Linked DNA regions of Rattus norvegicus: all the other regions are linked to region 2. Evidence: chromatin contacts called from public Hi-C data. All regions are on one chromosome and are shown on one strand. Each heading gives the region's core, a stretch centred on a gene start, on an enhancer-like site or on the middle of the called end of the contact. The rest is flanking DNA. Distances are from core to core; before and after follow the strand shown. Region 1 overlaps Acsl6 (acyl-CoA synthetase long-chain family member 6). Region 2 holds the start of Rapgef6 (Rap guanine nucleotide exchange factor 6). Region 3 holds the start of Acsl6 (acyl-CoA synthetase long-chain family member 6).

Evidence for each region. Hi-C and Micro-C count contacts between places; a contact is called where the count stands out from the background.
Region 1: a contact with region 2 is called in a Hi-C map of psoas muscle, with 1.9 times the contacts expected there. The contact joins the enhancer-like site here to the promoter of Rapgef6 in region 2. A contact is called at or near these places in 8 of 12 Hi-C or Micro-C datasets (the A7r5 cell line, the Rat2 cell line, Schwann cells and 4 more) and 1 of 1 datasets of contacts at active chromatin or transcription factors (oligodendrocytes).
Region 3: a contact with region 2 is called in a Hi-C map of prefrontal cortex, with 2.2 times the contacts expected there. The contact joins the promoter of Acsl6 here to the promoter of Rapgef6 in region 2. A contact is called at or near these places in 10 of 12 Hi-C or Micro-C datasets (the A7r5 cell line, Schwann cells, frontal cortex and 5 more) and 1 of 1 datasets of contacts at active chromatin or transcription factors (oligodendrocytes).

The regions. Positions count from the first base shown.
Region 1 is chr10:38,990,666-38,993,365 of GRCr8, forward strand. Acsl6 (acyl-CoA synthetase long-chain family member 6) reads left to right here. Exons shown (of 21, transcript NM_130739.2): 20 at 789-860. Among named protein-coding and RNA genes, the nearest start is that of Meikin, 17 kb to the right of the region's middle. Within about 2 kb of position 1,251, at least 43 of the 93 cell types and tissues checked have an H3K27ac peak or open chromatin away from gene starts, as enhancers often do. A contact at or near this core is called in Schwann cells, where this site is marked.
Region 2 is chr10:39,155,361-39,158,109 of GRCr8, forward strand. Rapgef6 (Rap guanine nucleotide exchange factor 6) reads left to right here and starts at 1,263. Exons shown (of 28, transcript NM_001107003.1): 1 at 1,263-1,492. The coding sequence starts at 1,424.
Region 3 is chr10:38,950,874-38,953,573 of GRCr8, forward strand. Acsl6 (acyl-CoA synthetase long-chain family member 6) reads left to right here and starts at 1,288. Exons shown (of 21, transcript NM_130739.2): 1 at 1,288-1,401. The region is part of intron 1 of LOC120095100 (a long non-coding RNA gene); the gene reads right to left.

The DNA of each region.
Region 1 (2,700 bases), core at 1-2,500, 160 kb before region 2:
GTTTTATAAGTCACATAGCAAGAGGACAGAAGAGCTGACAACTGTGAAATCTAAGTTCATAAGAGGTGTCTGGTATCACTTTACACATTGTAGGAACCCTAAATCAGAGGTTTGTCCTCGTGTGGTTGTTGAAGACATCCCTGCTCTTTTAGAAATGGAGTAATCCATTGGGTTCTTGGGACCAGGAACAATCACACGAAGTTCATCCGACTTCACTGCTCCATGGCTTGGAAGGGAGCCAAGAGGAGATGACTTGTCCCAGACCACACAGCTGGTTCACAGCACAGTCAGATGTGAAGACAGGCTCTCAGACCCACTGGCTGTGCCCTTGCCAGGGGAGGGTGGAGCTCTTGTGTACTGGGTTAAGAGGCAGCGATAGAACAGAAACAGTACCACAGCTCTTTCCGCTTAAAGCATCTCCCACTCCCACCATCAAGGAATTGTCTTATCATACATCTAGGAAAGGTTGCTGTTCTGTTTCAGCAGCAGACATAGCCTGGTACCTCTGGTCCTACACTCCGTCCCTGAGCCCTGACCTTGCATAGGGGTGGCAGCCCTTCCAAAGGGCCACTTAAAGCACACCCTAACCCACCCGCAGTGACCTCTTGGGCCATTTGCCCCCCTTTCTCTCCTGGAGAGAGGTATCGATTGGCATGGCGCCAGGTTACCCTCAGCAGGGAAGGGACCAAGAGAGCATGCGTCCGCTCTGTCACTGGTCCCTCTATCCTCACCCCGCCCCCACCCCTGTTTTTTCTGTGTTATTGTTTCACTTACATGGTTCAATTCAGGAATTGAAGAAAGCCATTCTGGATGACATGGTGATGTTGGGGAAAGAAAGTGGACTGCATTCTTTTGAACAGGTAACCGTGACCTTTCTCACACCGGTTATAACCCTTTGCATAGAAGCACCGTGGCCCTGTCCCAGGCTCTCTCCCTGTCTGGTATGTGGCCAGCTAGAAAGCTACACACAAAAAGAGCCCCTGAAGGGCTGTTTGACCCAACTGCAATCTCCCGCTCCTGAGCTAAAATAGGTCGCTGGACAAGTAAGGCCGTGCTTGTTGCCCTTATAACCACAGGCTGAAATAGAAGCCTTGCTGTCACTGGTGGATCACGTGGGCCTGGGCGGGCTCCCAGGCACCCTATCTTATTTTTATTTTTACGGGCACTGCTGTCTTAGCAGCTGCAGGCAAGCTTACTTGCTGGGAGGACACTATCAGCCCAGTGGCCTTTTGCAAAAGAGGAAGAAACAAAGCACCTGCGAACAAAGGACGCTCAGTTCCTCTGAGACACTCTGTAGCCGGGCTCAGGACTGAGCATGCTCAGTCCACCTTCCTGTTAGCGTCTATGCTCTTAAGTAAAAGCCAGAGAGAAGAAGGTTCCAAGCAGAAAATAGTAACACGCTGATAAAAATTTTATCCTTTGGATTGTGAGATAACTGTCTTTTATAAAATCAGCATTCACAATTGTCCTTTGGGGACAGGGAGATGGCTCAGCAAGTAAAGGGGCTTATTTCACACCAGATGACCTGAGTTCAGTTCCTGAGTCTCATATAATGAGTTGACCTCTGAACTCCACACATGTATGTTCATATTCGTACATGCATGCGTGTTCTACGCACACATTTGTTTACACACAGAGAGGTGAGGGGGTGAATAAATGTAACAATTTTTTTCAAGAACTGCTTTTTCAAAGGGTTTGGTGGCACATGCCTTTAATCCCAGCACGAGGGAGGTGGCGCTCTATGAATTTAAGGCCAGCCTGATCTACATAGTTCCAGGATAGCAAGGGCTCTGTAGAGAGACCCTGTCTCAAAAACAAACAAGCAAACAAACATGTTTTCCATCAAAATTTCCCAAAAAATATAGCATGAGGGATCTATCTGCAAGGCTTATATGAAGTTTTAAATTTTATACGCTGTTTTGACGATAGCCTACAACTATTTTAAAGTTGGTTTTAAATGTAAAATTCTTATGTTAAATCTGAATTAAAATGTTTATGTACAAAGATTTCTTTTTTATTGTTGTGTTGCTTGGTTTTGGACAGAGTCTCAGGCTATAGTGGTTTCAGGTCAGAGCAGGCTGGCCTGCTATTTATTATGTAGCCCAGGCTGGTCCTGAACTTACTGCAATTCTCCTGTCACAGCCTCTGGAAGTTAGGATTACAGGTGTGAGCTGCCTACCATATCCAGCTAAGGTTCTAATTTCTTCATTTCAAGCTGAAGGAATCTAAACATAGCCTCAGCGTTGAAGATTGTTCTTCTCCTGAGGCAGATGTTTAAATTTAACCAACTTTACTGAGAAACAAACTTTTGCTTTGTCAGTAAACGTTTTAGCTAAACCTTGACTCCCAAGCATGCTGGCTGCTTGTGGTACTTTCAGAGTGGAAGGTTCATTTTTTGCCACTGTGGTTATTTCAATTTCCAGATCTGGTAGAACTTATTTTGTGGTCTTTCCTTAATGGGGATCTGCATGACTGGATCACACTCGGTCATGTGGTTCAGGGGCTACCCCGGAGAGGTTCCAGACCCTGCAGTCTGGGGTAATTAAAGGACCAGCTGGGGCTGCACCTGGTGACAGCCTTGTGAATTCCTAAGCCCTGCACGCCATCTGTTGGTGCAAAGCTGCATGACCTGCACAGGACACAATGATAAAACCTACTCTGGGGTGAGGGGGTGAGAGGGAGGGAGGGAGGGAGGGAGGG
Region 2 (2,749 bases), core at 13-2,512:
GATTGACAGCCTCCTGTTAGTTCCAGCTCAATCTGTGAGCCAAAATAAACCCTCTAGGGTTACTTTTATCACAACAGAAATAATAACTGTTACTCAGTTTTTGCAGTTTTTCTCACCAAAGAACAAGTAAAGAAACTGAAGCTTGTTAGACTAGAATGTAAAATTCAATACAAAACCACTCATCCCTTGGCTCCAGGCAACTTTAAACCTAGCTGCTTGAGGAGGAAGGGGTGGAAAGGTTTGCTCCTACTGCTTAGGTTAAAGCAGCCCCACCCACTCGCTCTCGCTGTCCACCGAGCTTTAGTCAAGGATGTTAGCTCAGGATTGTTGGAGGCAATTGGAAATAAGAACAGATCTACCTCCACGGAAGTTTTGTCCTATAATCAGAACAAGAGACACAAGTTTCTCACGGGAGTGGAGGCTGCACAGGTGGTACAGAGGGCTTGTGAGTTTTATAGAACGGAGAAAAAAACTTGTGGGATACAAGATTTCACCTGCGGGTCAGTTCCCCAACAGTCTAAAAGTGCTAAATACCAAGAAGAGGTTGGTGTATTGATCTCAGAAGTGTCAAGGATTTTGACAGCCCACAGGTGTTATCTGTCAACTTTCCTATCAGGAGCTCCTTAGTCCCCTGAGGCTTTTAGGTCATAAACCCTTTAAAGATCCTACAATTATGCACACAGCGCTTAGGCATTCTCCATCATCAAGTCCAGGACAATCTGGTGCATGCTAAGCCAGCAGGCTACCCTTTGAAATATATCTCTAGTCTTCAGAACATTTGTTTATGTTTTTTGGAGGCAGCTTTCACTAGCGATTTCGTGGTTTGTTTCTGCTTTTCAAAGTCGCGTAGAATACACTGCAAGGGAGCAGTGGGTTGGGTGCACGAGTACTGCCTCGAGACCCGTGGCTTGGGCGGCGGTGCGTGGGCTTCCCCGCTTCTTGAATGGCAGCCTCGACTTCCGCGGGGCCATAAGAGCCCCTCGGCTTCCGGACTTGGGCGCTAAGCCAGAGCACCTACCCCACAGCTCTGCCCGGTAGTCTATTTTTGGCGACGCCCTCGTAGCATTTCCGGAATCTTAACCGGAAGCTGGGTATGCGGAAACTACAATCCTGCGACCGACTCTCGCGACGAAATCCAAGCCGCTCATTCCCCGCCCCCTCCACGCCCAAGTCTTTACGTCACGGCTAGGCGGGCGTTACCGTGCTCGTTGTGCGCCTGCGCTCTCGTCCTCTCTCGCCCCCGCGCAGGCGTCTTTCTGGCCAGTCGCGCGTGGGCTGAGGCCCTGGGCGGGCGTTGCGAAGACTTGTTTGCTTGAGTTTGGACCCTGCGACAGTTCTCATTTCCCTCCCGTTGGGGCCGGCGCACACCCGGGTTAGGAGAATGGGCAGCTAGACGCAGGCTGAGGAGCGTGTGGCTGCGGACATGAACTCGCCCGTGGACCCTGGCGCTCGGCAGGCACTGAGGAAGAAGCCGCCGGAGCGGACTCCTGAGGTAAGGCCGGGCACTGGCGAGCACCGATCGGCCCCGACCTGGCCGTGGTCGCGCGGGCTGATGAGCACCTTTCCTGCCGCTTCCTGCCGGGGACTTCCTTGTACCTCTGATAAGAAAGCACCGTTACTGTTGACTGGCTTCTGAGTTTGTGTGTGCTCAGGTGGGCTGAGAAACAGGCTGGGAATTGTAATGTGTAACAGACAGTTCATACTACAGCCCGTGCGTGCCGTGCTCTCAGATACTTCACAGTTGCCCGCAAAAGACAGGTTTCCAATGTCCGTATCAGACTGCGTAAGTCAGACATTAAGTTCCGTGGCGGGTGATGCGTGTTGAGTGGTTCCCTAGGTACTTTTTCAAACTGTCCGTGGGAAACTTAAGAATGTTTGGTAAGTTTTCTTGGTTTGAAGACGTTTCTGTAATTTTAGTGGCTGTGTGTATATTATACCAAAAGAAAAAAAATATTCCAACAGCGATGTAAAATGCAATGAGTCGTCTTGTTTGAAGTTGCAGTAATTGAAATGAAATGCTTTAATTCTTAGTCACTCGAGTTTCAGATTTATAGTGCTTTGCATAGAAAGTCTCAGAAACTTGGGGCAAACACTCTGGGACATGAATTTGTTATAGCCATTACTGAAACTGTGATGAGTCCAGTTTGCTTATTGAAACCTTGATCTTTGCGTAGGAACTCCTGCCTCCCCCTTTCCAGGGGTTACTTTTTCCCCACTTATAATCCTTTTCCCACTTATAATTCATGAATCAGCTTTTCTGTGGTGATGATTATTGTAATGTGCATTCTAAGTTTTGTTTACGAACATTATTTAGGTAATGAGGGGAAACTGTTTCTCTTCAGGTACCGAATTATTTAATTTGAAATTGAGTCTTTTTAAGCAGAGGAAGTTTTCTGAACTGTTGGGGAAGTTACGCTTGGTCATGTGTGCTGCGTTGAGGACTTTTATCTCGTTTTACTGGAAGAGCAACATTGTTGAAGGGAATATTAACTGCTTGGATTCATTGGCTGTATTTTTCAATGAGTGTAGAATTTGGGCTACTAATAAATCATTATCCAGAGTGCTAATGATGGTTTATTTTGACAAAGAATTCCGTGAAATTCTCACAAGTTCGGTTGTGCTGTCAGAAGATTCTCTTAGTAGACTTTTTTTTTTTGTTTTTTGTTTTTTGTTTTTTTTTGTTTTTGTTTTTTTGTTTTTTGTTTTGGTTCTTTTTTTCGGAGCTGGGGACCGAACCCAGGGCCTTGCG
Region 3 (2,700 bases), core at 38-2,537, 200 kb before region 2:
AACCAGTCGGTGAGGGCCTTTTTGCACGTAAGAAGCTTCAGCCAGCCTTCTGAGAGAGCTATAATCAGGCTCCCCAGAGAGTTCTGGAGTGAGCTACTTGGTAACTGGGCAACCCTATCTCAGGAGAGATACACACAAAGCCTCTCCTGGCAATGCCTGAGTTGGGAAGGCCCTTCGCCAGGTCATCTGTGACTATAAATTTAATTAAAGCCCAAGAGGAAACTGGAGTGGAAGCCCCTCGGCCACACAGCCCTGAGCTTGATCGAACCCTTGTGCAGATGAGACCACTGCTAGGCCCAGCGGGGTCTGCCAAACGGCTGTGCGTGTTAGGGTTACTCAGGTGTGGTAGTGAGGAGGGAGCTTTTCTTACCCTGACAACTGGTCACACTTTCTGGAACAGAACTGCCCCCCTTAGCCTCATGCCCTGTCACATCACAGTTTTCATCCCCCAGAACTCTGGTTGCCCCCTAAGTGTCCCTGAGAAGCATCCGAGGAGATGTTTGTCCTCCTGAGAGATGTCTAAAGGGAAAGTAGAGGAGGAGTGGCAAGGTGGCTCAGTGGGTAAGGACACTTGCTGCTCAGCCTAATGAACTGAGTTTGATCCCAGGAAACTGTGTGGTGGAAGGAGGGAGTTTACTCCAAGTTGTTCTCTGAGCACATATGCTGTGCTACTCTTGAACACACACACACACACACACACACACACACACACACACACACACACACACCACATACACAGTGGTCAAATATAATAATAGCGTTTAAAAGTAAAATAGAGAACCCACTAAAGAAGTGAAATCTGGCAGAGGTGCTAAAGCCAAGTTCTCTGGTCTCCAGTTGATGTCTCAGAAGAGAGAGAGAGAGAGAGAGAGAGAGAGAGAGAGTGTGTGTGTGTGTGTGTGGAGAGAGAGAGAGAGAGAGAGAGAGAGAGAGAGAAGAGGAAAGGCTTTGTCCTCTGAAAAGCCATAGCCAACTCCCCTCCCAGACTAAAGACAATGTGGGGTCAGGGAAGGTGGAAGGGTTGAGGCCCCGGCAGGCTGGCAGTGCAAGGGTTAAGGCCTGGTTGCTGGGCTTTGAGCTGGCCTGAGCCAGTACCGCCCCATGTGCAGATGAAGGGGGGGCCAGTGGGGGCCTTGAGGGGCCAACAGCTCCTCACAGAGCTGCTCTGTGCCTTGGTCCCTGCAAGACCTGTTCCCACAGCCACCAGGAGCACCGTCCCTACAGTTAGTGCCTCTCCTGTCACCCATCTTCTCAGAATCTCTGCCACCAGCCATTCCCAGGGGCAGTGCCTTCCATCAAGATGTGGTAACCTCTTTCCCTGAGCGCCACAGGCTCTAGAAAGAGAGGCTGGTTCTAGCAGGATCAGCTCCACCTCCTCAGTGCCCGGAGGCTGCTGGAAAGGTAGGATGCTGACTATTGCCTTTCACAAGTTGTCTTTGAGCCCCTTTGGCTGGCAGAGACATGATGTAAGCAGTTCAGCTAACTGCTCTCCACTAAAGCGATTCCTTTACGGTGTGCCTGGCATCTACTCCCTGCCCATGATCTGATTTGAAAAGAGGCCCAGAGGGGTTCAGTGACTTGCCCAAGACCACACAGCTATCAAGAGTCTAAATCAAGATTGGGAGGTTGCTCAGTCCAGCACTGGAATCCACCTTCTGACTCTCTCCTTAACTTGCTTACTGGAGTGCTACACCCCGGGGCCTGGCGAGGCTGTGGTTTGAGCTCTCTAATGGGAGATGGGGTGGTTCCTTGATGATTTGATGGCTTGGTTCATGTTGCCCACCATTACTGAAGGTTGCTGAGGTTTGCAAAGGCCCAGGACCCCGCTAGACCAGGCCGTAGTGATTTAAGAGTATCAAGGGCGGTGCTAAGGAAATCCAAGAGAAGATTCTGAGGAATATGGGCGTCCTCAGGGCAAAGGCACTGAGTCTGGGCATTGGGTCCTAAGGTAGTAAGGGGCCAGATTAGGTGTTTGGGCGGTGGCAAGACAGAATCACATCTGTGTGTGACAGGAAAATAACTTTGGTAAAAATGTAGGCACAGGTTAGAGAAAAGAAATACATGAAGAGGCTAGCTTGGAGATCTGGGCTGCACTAGGTAGTGGCTGACTGGGGGTTTTGGGCTGAGGGAATGGTCAGGTCTGAAAGCTTTACACGGGCAGTCATTCCATACAGAAGTGTAAAGGTAGCCTAGGAAGGTGTGGAGAACTGGGGTGGGAAGCTGCATCAACAGAGGGGTCTCTCAAAACTGGCTCACTGTCTCCCAGGGTCATCTCTATAGGGTTTGTGCTTGATACTGTGAACTTTCCATCTTATCATCTTGGAGTCATCCTACCGGAGGAGATCCTGGTCTATCCTACCAAGGCTCCCCCTGTTCTGTTCTCTCCCACCCTTGATGGTAAGGGGGCACGGCTTGTACCATCCACCTTCCAGGGTGTGGTGGTGGGCAGAAGTCTCAGGTGTCCAGCCTGGGCTACTACCTGATAGTCCAAAAGGGTGTTTGCTAGAGGGAGAGGCTCGGGAGGAAGCTAGCTTCTGCTGAGCATTGGGTCCTCCCTGCCAGGTGAATAGTTACAAACACCCACAGCAGCTCTCTTGGCAACAGCAGTGTCTGCTGGTCCCTGGGGTGTTGTCAGTATACCCCTACCCACCATGGCTGCTGCAACCAGAAAAGCCTCCCGGGGCATGGAAAGAGGCAGCT